Linked DNA regions of Mus musculus: region 2 is linked to region 1. Evidence: chromatin contacts called from public HiChIP or PLAC-seq data. All regions are on one chromosome and are shown on one strand. Each heading gives the region's core, a stretch centred on a gene start, on an enhancer-like site or on the middle of the called end of the contact. The rest is flanking DNA. Distances are from core to core; before and after follow the strand shown. Region 1 overlaps Ccdc125 (coiled-coil domain containing 125). Region 2 holds the start of Ccnb1 (cyclin B1).

Region 1 (4,879 bases), core at 1,400-3,899:
GTGATCCCTCAGTCAAGCAAGGAGATTACATGTGTGTACCACCGTTCCGTGCTTGTTTCCTTTGGACCAGAGTCTTGCTGTATAGCCTAAGCTGACCTAATCCCTCTGCTTCAACCTTCTTAGTGTCATTACAGGTGTGTGCCACCATACCTAGTTTAATGTCATTATATTATTTGGTTTTGGAGATCGGATCTTGCAGAGCAGCCCTGGCTGGACCGATACACCACTGCCATCCACGTTGGCCTCAAACTCACAGCTGTCCTCCTGCCTTAGACTCTTGAGTATTGGTGTTAAAAGCATGTAATCCTATGTGGGACTTAATATCACTGAACTATATACCTTAAAAAAAAAACGACATTTATTTATTTCATGTATGTGAGTACACTGCAGCTATCTTCAGACACACCAGAAGAGGGGATCGGATCCCCATTACAGATGGTTGTGAGCCACCATGTGGTTGTTGGGAATTGAACTCAGGACCTTTGGAAGGAAGAGCAGTCAGTGCTCTTAACCACTGAGCCATCTCTCCAGCTCCTACTTTTTTTTTTAATGATACAGGGTTTCTCTGTGTAGCCCAGATGGCATGGGCATGGAACTCACAGAGATGCACCTGCCTCTGTCTCCATAGTACTGGGATTGAAGGAACGCATTACCACTGTCTGGCCAACTCTATATTTTAAAATGGTAAATCTTATATTAGAGCTCACATAATTTAAAAAAAAATACAAAGGAGGAGCCACTAGTGATGCAGCTTGGTGAGGGAGTGTTCATTTGTGTAACCTGAGCCCTGGATTTGAGCTGCAGCACCACAAACAAAGAAACAAACAAACAAACAAAACAGAAAGCAACGGGTCGCTGTGTCTATTGAATAAAAATGAAATTAGTTACAAAATGTCCGTAATTATCTAGCATCAGAAGCTTCACAAGAGAAATAAATCTAGTTAAAACCAGAAACCCAAGGGCCAGAGATAAGGCTCAGGGGTCAGAAGCACACACTGCACACACAAAGGTCTGGAGTTCAGGTCCCAGGACTGACTCTGTCAGGCAGAGAGAGTTATGCTACTTGTATGTGACTCTAGCACCTGGGGATCCAGTGCCCTCTTCTGGCCTCTGTGGGTCTCTGCACTCATGTACACATGCATATCCACACTTAGACATGTATAATTAAAAATAATAACGGTAAATCTTTAAATAAATGCCCCTCAGATGCAGTGCAACTCTATTACATGCACAAGGCCCTACATTTAACTCTCAGTGCCACAAACATACAAACCTGTCACATTTCTGGATCCAAGATTCTTCTATATTTTTAAATCTATCCTGATCAAATTCCATTTCCCACTGCAAGGCATTTATTTCCTATAGAAAGAGAAACATGACCTTCAAATTTTAAAAGGGGGGCATTTCATGAAAAGTTATCGGTATTAATCATTTAGAGACACTGAAGAGTGAAGTAAGTCATTTAATCATGCAACAGCTAAAAGAGCAAAAAAAGCCGGGCGTGGTGGCGCACGCCTTTAAGCCCAGCACTCGGGAGGTGAGTTCCAGGCCAGCCTGGTCTACAGAGTGAGTTCCAGGACAGCCAGGGCTATACAGAGAAACCCTGTCTGGAAACACAAACAAACAAAGCAAAAGGCTGCTCAGAAGAGTCTATGGCAATTGTACACTGAATGGACTTGAGCACTAGAAACACTTTGCCAAAGCTCACTGAATACAGAAAAGAAATTTTAAACTGTTTGGGTTCAAAAGTGGCTGTGCTGCTGGGTGGTGGTGGCGCACACCTTTAATCCCTGTGCTCAGGATGCAGAGGCAGGTGGCTCTGAGTTCAAGGCCAGCCTGGTCTACAGAGCAAGTTCCAGTACAGCCAAGGCTATACAAAGAAACCCTTTCCCAAAAACAAACCAACAAATAAAAACCAAAAAAAGGGGCTGGAGAGATGGCTCAGCAGTTAAGAGCAGTGACTGCTCTTCCAGAGGTCCTAAGTTCAAACAGCACCCACCCGGTGCTCACAACCATCTATAATTGTAATCCCAGGAGATACAATGTGCTCTTCTGGTGTGCAGTTGTACATGTAGACAAAATATCCATATACATAAAATACATAAATAAAAAAATCTTTAAAAAAACAAAAATAAAAACGTTGTACTGAGCCCAGACTTCTTAGTCCCCACCTCTGCTCATATATAGAGACCAAAAACTAAATTTACACTTGTGAGTCTTTGCCGAAAGGGCTCCATCAAAGGATGATAAAATTGACATAGGAAAGAGACATTAGAGCTGGAGAGATGGCTTAGAGGTTAAGAGTACTGGCTGCTCTTCCAGAGGTCCTGAGTTCAATTCCCAGTAATCACATGGTGGCTCACAACCATCTGTAATGAGATCTGGTGTCCTCTTCTGGCCATGCAGGCAGAACACAGTATACATAATAAATAAAATTTTTAAGAGAGAGAGAGAGAGAGAGAGAGAGAGAGTGAGAGAGAGATTTACAATGCTTAATCTCATATACAGTGAGATGTTCAGAAACATGCTTACTCTGCCTGAGGCACAGGAAGAAAAAGAGAAGAAAAATGAGAAGTGCCAAGTTGGTTGACCTTCTACTACCAGAAAAGGGAAATAAACCATACTTTACCCATGTAACAATCTATTTTAAAATGTAAGTGCCCCAAGGGAAAGCTATCAAAGACTCAAGTACTCCTTATGAGAGTACCAGGAACAACACACACATCATGGTCGTGAGCCTAAGGAAATTAGGTTTAAATATTATCCGAATGATTGCATCAATGCTAGCAGTTGCAAATACCTTCTCCAGAGATCTCTTTTGTTCTATAGTTTTTTGAAGCATTGTCTGTGTGTGGCTTGTGGCTTTGCCAAGCATTGCCTATGAAAAAAGAAAAATAGCATCAGTAAAACTAAGGAGTTTTATTTATTTATTTGTTTTTTTGTTTTGTTTGTTTTGAGACAGAGTTTATCTGTGCCTCTGCCTCCCAAATGCTGAGACCCCCACCCAGCTAAAATGAAGTTTTTTGGTTTTGTTTTTGTTTTTTGTGGGTGTTTTTTTTTTTTTGGGTTTTTTGTTTTTTTCTTTTTTTTTTTTGGTTTTTTGAGACAGGGTTTCTCTGTATAGCCTTGGCTGTCCTGGAACTCACTCTGTAGACCAGGCTGGCCTCGAACTAAGAAATCCACCTGCCTCTGCCTCCCGAGTGCTGGGATTAAAGGCATGCGCCACCACTCCTGGCTTAAAATGAAGTTTTAAACAGTCCTACTTGCACATGATAACATCTATGCGCATGTGCCCAAATGCATAGTTTATTTTTTAAAGATTTATTTTGTTTTCAATATGTGTACTTCTGAGTGTCTATGTGCATGTGTGTGTAGGTGCCTGAGGAAGATAGAAGGGGATGTCAGATCTCCTGGAGCAGGAGTTACAGGCAGTTGTGAGATAGCTGACCTAGGTGCTGGGAACCAAACTTGGGCCCTATGTAAAAGCAGTACCCACTGCTAACTAATGAGCCATCTCTCTAGCCCCACATTTAATTTAAGATAACAGCTTATAAACAAAATAGAAAAAAAAAAGATAACAGCTTATTAGCAAGATGAGAAAGTCACAAAGTGTGTGTGTGTGTGTGTGTGTGTGTCTTGTTTCCAAAACAGTGTCTCTGGGTGAAGCCTGGTCTTGAACTCTTGGTTCTGCTGCCACTGTCTCCCGAGTGCAGGGATTGCAATGCCACTTATTATTAGAATATGCTAAGTGACGAATTTTCAAAAATAAATTCTTACCATGCTTTGGAGGATTTTCAATGCTTCCTCTTTACCTTCAAGTTGTCTTTGAGACGCTTCAAGTTCCGTTTTTAAAATCTCTACGTCCTGTGGACAGAGATACCGTAGGCTTCAGTGTTTGCAAGGCATGTAACCCCGGTAACTGACCAAGCAGCTGGCTGGTCCACGTTCACCCTAAAACAAGGCTGTGAGTTTCTCCAGATGCTGAAGTGAACCAGAACTCACTACCAAGCTCCACTTGAAACAAAAGCCCGCCTCTTGCTTTTACCCTGGCCCCGCACCCCGCATAGCTGCAGCCATTTTGTTCCATGCCTGCCAGCTATTTCATATTGTTGCTGTAATATCCCTGCTGTCACTGACAAGAAAAATAACTTGACTCAGAGCAAGGTCATGCTGATCACATATCCTCTTATTTTCTGAGGTTTATCCAATCTTAAATTCCACAAAGCTTTATGTAGGACCCATCAAATTACAGGTCAATATGAGCTGTTATGTCTAAAATGGTGAGTCAGAGCTGACCACCAGGCAGCACTTCTTGCACCTGCATATGAACTTATTGGGGGTTTTGTGTTTTTTTTTTCCTTTATAAACTGACAGAGAAAGATATTTGTGGCCATGGCTCAGCCCCCAGAATTCTGAGCTACAGTTCTGATGGCTAAGTATCAGGTTGTGTGTTCAATAAACCATCCCTGTCTAAATTTGTGGGGTGACTCTTGGACCCCCAACAAGTATTATGAACATAAATACTTCCACCTTTAGACAATAGATTAGCAGAGTCTATCTGAGTCAAGACCACTTCTTAAAAGCCTTCCAAGGTGAAGCGGCTGAAGACCAACCACCACTTGCATTGTGGAAATGCAGCATTTACAGAAATACAGCCTAAGTGATGCTTTCCGTGTGTTTATCACTGTGATACACAGTTTAGGGTGTAATCCAGTTGCAATGATGCTGTATCAGATTAAGGTGGGCCCCAATCCAGTGGCCAGTGTGCCTGTGAAATAAGAGGCACCTTGGACACAATCCGGGAAGGGGGTGTAGGGGGCGGGGCAGGGGTGGGGGTGTAGGGGGAAGGTTAAGAAAAGGGACAAGGCCATGCGAGGCT
Region 2 (4,879 bases), core at 1,472-3,971, 100 kb before region 1:
CCAAACCCAACAGATTAACATAAAGGTCGCTTACCCTAGAATCCTCTAATGTGCTTTAAATCAGGTCTGCAAACTCACTTGGTTGTCTCTCTAGCTTGGTAATGGGAGACCCCAGCATGCTGGACTCGTGCAGAATAAAACACTCCTTTCATTGTTTATGTACTATTTGAGTCCAGGGTATAATTCTTTGGCGAATCATGGACCCTTACAATGTGTAGGTCCATAGTCTACCTCAACGGTCCCTGGATCTTTTCTTTCATTTTCTTCTCTTTTATTTTTTTTTTCTTTGAGAAAAGGCCTTATAAGAGCCCTTGACCTTGCTATGTGCAGAGGACACTTTTAGCTTATCTCAGTATATTACTCCTGCTGACCTTTAGTTATTCATCCTATCTCAGACCCTCAGAGGTCCCTTGAGGGATGATCGGGTTACAGGAGCCCGTGATGAAATGCTGGTAGGCCCAATCTGATGCTGGTTTTGTATAGGTCCTGATAGCTGCAGTGAGTTCATGAGTGTCATTTTGCACCACACCTGTTGTGTGACAAAACACACATCTGCTCACCCCAGATAGGGAGTTCAAGACAGACCAAAAAGTATGGATACCACCAAAATCCAACTTGGTGAAATGAACCATTGAGTTTTATTGTAGTTACTCACAGGAGCAGAAATGACTCAAAGACAACTGCATCAGCAAGGCCCACCCCAGCTCAGGTGACAAGCTTTCAAAAGCTGGGAAACCTGAAGCACACTGCTTCAAGCGAGTGTGATAAGACCTTGTCTCAAATAAAACAAGCCAGACTTACATACACACAGGGTCGGGGGATGAGCAGGGAATCCTGGGATATAGTATTTGCTTACTACATATCTTAATTTGTAAAGCAATGATTACTACAGGGCTAGGGATACAGCTCCATTGGTAGTGCTTGTCCACTATGCTTGAAATCCCGGGTTCAGTCTCCGGTGTGACATAAATCCCGTGTAAAGATGTATATGTAAGAGCCGGGCGTGGTGGCGCACGCCTTTAATCCCAGCACTCGGGAGGCAGAGGCAGGCGGATTTCTGAGTTCGAGGCCAGCCTGGTCTACAGAGCGAGTTCCAGGACAGCCAGGGCTACACAGAGAAACCCTGTCTCGAAAAACCAAAAAAAAAAAAAAAAAAAAAAAAAGATGTATATGTAACCTCAACAATGAGGAGGCAGGGGAGGGAGAGCAGGAGATTTAAGGTCACTCTCAGTTACACATGAAGTTCAACAACCTGTGATGCATTTTATAAAACCAAGAATATGTTTTAGAGAGCACAGGATGGTGTGGTGGGAGGGGGTGCCCTCAGTGGGCCCGTACTGAGGCTTCCACTCCTCACCCCAGGTACCAGCCATATGACGGGTCTACCATAGAACAGCTTACTTGGGGGCATGGGAAAGGAAGGTGAGAAGTGAATAGAGACAGAGAAAGAGAAGGGACGAGAAGGGGGGGTGGGAGAGAGAAAGAGAGAGAGGAGAAAAGATGGGGGGAGGGAGAAGGAGAAAAAGAAGAAAAGAAGCTGGCCAGGAACCTGTGAAGAGAGGGAGAAGGGAGAGAGGGAGAAAAGGGACAGAGAGAGAAAAGAGGGCAGAGTCAGAGAGAGAGGGAGAGGCCAAACAGTCCTTTTTATAGCAAGCCAGGCCTACCTGGCTGTTGCTAGGTAACTGTTGGGCGGAGCATAGAAGGAATGCCAACAACCTGTGCTACAAGAGATCCTGGTCAATAAATAAATCCGCGTTAGTGTTACTGAAAATTAATGTGGAAAATTTCACTGAAGTTAATAAGCCTTAATAAGGAGTTTGACATAGAAAGATAGAGAGTTGCAATAGAGATCTTTGTTAAATAAGATTTTACAAAACTATATTTTTGGAGTAATCTTAAACTTAGAGCAAAATTAAGCATAAGGCACATTTTCTTTTATCACTGGGGCAGTCGCTATTGGGGAGCTTGGTATGTTAATCTATTTGCTTATAATAACCATTTACAGCTGGGCGGTGGTGGCACACGCCTTTAATCCCAGCACTTGGGAGGCAGAGGCAGGTGGATTTCTGAGTTCGAGGCCAGCCTGGTATACAGAGTGAGTTTCAGGACAGCCAGGCCTATACAGAGAAACCCTGTCTCGAAAAAACAAAAAGCAAAAACAAAACAAAAAACATTTACTATGTGTATGTGTGCTAAAACTTCATGCTATCAACCTCAAAATCCATCCCAGATAGCTGTTGGAACAGTCATATTAAAGACCGTCTCTGCAACAAAGCTTTCGGGAACTCTTAAGATAGTATTGGCACTTCTATAGAAGAGGATGAGAAACAATAAATAGGACAACAGCAAAACTGATATGCGTACTCCCCACAGTCATTTTCCTAAAGTCCAACGGAGTCGCCTGGGCTAGCTTGGACAGCACACAAGTGAGCACTGCACGCCATGCCTACCTAAGGCAGGTGGCAGCAATGCGACTTGTGCGCAGGCATAGAGCCTGACCTCGCGAGGGGTGGGCGGTGCTGCCAGCGGCAGCCTCGCTCTGGCCCCGCCCCCGCCCCACCCCCGCCGAACTTGGGATCGCGGGATCGCCCAGGAAACGCATTCTACGGGAACCCGCGGCGCCAATGGGAAGAGAGCGAGTGCCACGAACTGGCCAATGAGGAGCGAGCGGCCCGGGGTTTAAACCTAAGCCCGGCAGACTCCTCCCGGCGTGCTGCGGAGGAACGGCTGTTAGTGTTTAGCTGTGGATAGCCAGAGGTTAGGGTGTCTTCTCGAATCGGGGAACCTCTGATTTTGGAGGAGCCATGGCGCTCAGGGTCACTAGGGTGAGTCGGGCCAGGCGCTGCGGTGATCGCGGCGGGAGAAGACCGCGGGATCCCGGAGCGGGAGGGGGATCCGGGAGGGCTCCGGCGAGGCCGGGGAGCTGAGGACCCACCTTATGGAGGGTGAAAAAGACCTCTGGACCTATCTGGGCTGCAGGACTTGTGGGGAGTGGGTGCTGTGCTCTTAATGGTGAAGGCCCAGGGTGAATTCTTCGCCTTCCCGGAGAGCTGTCTACGACGGAGGCTTTTATGGCATCCTTTCCGATGTAAATTCACCATGTTTAGGGTGGCTTAGGACTTAAGGGGAAACTGGATTAAAGGTGAAAGATTTGGGTGGAAACTTGCTTGTCACGGCTGGAGGCTAGATCCTACCACCCTTGCTTTCCTTAGTTAGGTCCCGCCTTAATTAACCCGTGACTTCCTCGGGGCTGCCTGCTTGCTGCCGTGGACCCTTTTCAAGTTGTTCTTTTACTTCTTTCAGAACACGAAAATTAACGCAGAAAATAAGGCCAAGGTCAGTATGGCAGGCGCCAAGCGTGTGCCTGTGACAGTTACTGCTGCTTCCAAGCCCGGGCTGAGACCGAGAACTGCTCTTGGAGACATTGGTAATAAAGTCAGCGAAGAGCTACAGGCAAGAGTGCCTCTGAAAAGGGTAACTATCGCCCTGAAAAGGGTACCGATCTCCCTAGCCCAATTAACCTGAAAAGGCCCATCTTCTAGCTGTCACCCTTGGGAAAACATTCTGTTCTCTCCCTTTCATCCACAGGAAGCAAAAACGCTAGGTACTGGAAAAGGTACTGTTAAAGCCCTACCAAAACCTGTAGAGAAGGTGCCTGTGTGTGAACCAGAGGTGGAACTTGCTGAGCCTGAGCCTGAACCTGAACTTGAACATGTTAGAGAAGAGAAGCTTTCTCCTGAACCTATTTTGGTAAACTTGCATTTTTTAAAAGTTTGTTTCTTCTCTCTGACTTCATTTCACGTTGATGCACATGACAGCATTTAAATATATTACTTATTATTGAGTGGCTAGCAAAAACATTTTACATGCATTAACGACTCTGGGGTGAGTATTAGCACCCTGCGTCAAATGGTGGCAGATAAATATGGTGGGGCTTTTTGTTTTATGTAGACACCAGAGTCTCACTCACTATGTACTCCTGGCTGGCCTGGGACACGGATGTGGGCATAAATCATTTTCTTTTCTGTGTCTCTGTAGCTCATGCTGTCCTTGAACTTGAGATTTCCACCTCCAATGCTGGGATGGTATATTCAAAAACTATTTTTAAAAAGATTTCAGGCAGAGAAATGAGATTAATTAATAAAATAAGGTGCTTGGTAGAATCCCAGTATTCTGTCTGGCCAGAGGCAGGTGGGGCTCTGAGTCTCTGTAACAAGGTCCAGTCTAGCCAGAGCTACATATAGTGAAACTCCGTATTTGAAAACAAAAAAAGATGATAATGATGGAATGATGGGTTAGCATTTAAGCCTAAAAATGAAGTTTGCCTGAGTTTGTAGCCTGTTAGATTGTGTTCAGCATATTAGGAGGCCCTGGGTTCAGTCCTTGAGTATTAAAATGCAAAAGAGAAAAATGCAACAACAAAAAAAGCATACACGTCGAAGGCACCAGATTTTACTACTAGGTGTGATGATTGGTGCATGTTTGTGATTTGAGCACTTCTGCTAAGGCAGGAAGATTGCAAGTTTAAGGCTAGCCTGGGCTCTCTGTAATCAGGGGCTTGGATACACCTGAATAAAGATTGCTGGCTTAGCATTCTTTTGAATCAAGTTCACGTGGGGCTGAGCTGATGGATAAATGACTTTATTATCTGTTCCTTTGACTTGCTTTACCTACTAGTATTGAGAGTACTTTTTTGTGTGTCTGTGCCCAATTGTGTGTATGTTAGGCCTGAAGAGACAGAGTTCTTTGGAGCTGGAGCCGGCGTTGCAGGCGTTTGTGAGCCACCCAGTGTGGTCGCTAGGATCTGAATTCTGTCCCTCCTGGAGATCGAGGGCTCTTTAATTGCTGAGCCGTCTCTCCAGCTCCCATCTTCTCTTTT

What was found. HiChIP or PLAC-seq counts read pairs in DNA pulled down with a chosen protein or histone mark.
Region 2: an H3K4me3 HiChIP or PLAC-seq map of the 230-238 cell line shows a contact between it and region 1, with 19 read pairs. The contact joins the promoter of Ccnb1 here to the enhancer-like site in region 1. A contact is called at or near these places in 5 of 39 promoter capture datasets (the C10 cell line, embryonic stem cells, hematopoietic stem and progenitor cells and 1 more), 1 of 15 datasets of contacts at CTCF or cohesin (the G1E-ER4 cell line), 4 of 484 Hi-C or Micro-C datasets (CD8 T cells, the CH12 cell line, the HL-1 cell line and 1 more), 6 of 115 datasets of contacts at active chromatin or transcription factors (the 230-238 cell line, bone marrow-derived macrophages and embryonic stem cells) and 3 of 9 other capture datasets (adipose tissue, liver and pancreatic islet).

What each region holds. Positions count from the first base shown.
Region 1 is chr13:100,680,766-100,685,644 of GRCm38.p6, reverse strand. Ccdc125 (coiled-coil domain containing 125) reads right to left here. Exons shown (of 12, transcript NM_183115.5): 4 at 3,778-3,864; 5 at 2,801-2,878; 6 at 1,274-1,359. Among named protein-coding and RNA genes, the nearest start is that of Ccdc125, 14 kb to the right of the region's middle. Within about 2 kb of position 2,649, at least 18 of the 459 cell types and tissues checked have an H3K27ac peak or open chromatin away from gene starts, as enhancers often do. A contact at or near this core is called in the 230-238 cell line and bone marrow-derived macrophages, where this site is marked.
Region 2 is chr13:100,784,328-100,789,206 of GRCm38.p6, reverse strand. Ccnb1 (cyclin B1) reads left to right here and starts at 2,721. Exons shown (of 9, transcript NM_172301.3): 1 at 2,721-2,825; 2 at 3,304-3,474; 3 at 3,589-3,750. The coding sequence starts at 2,805.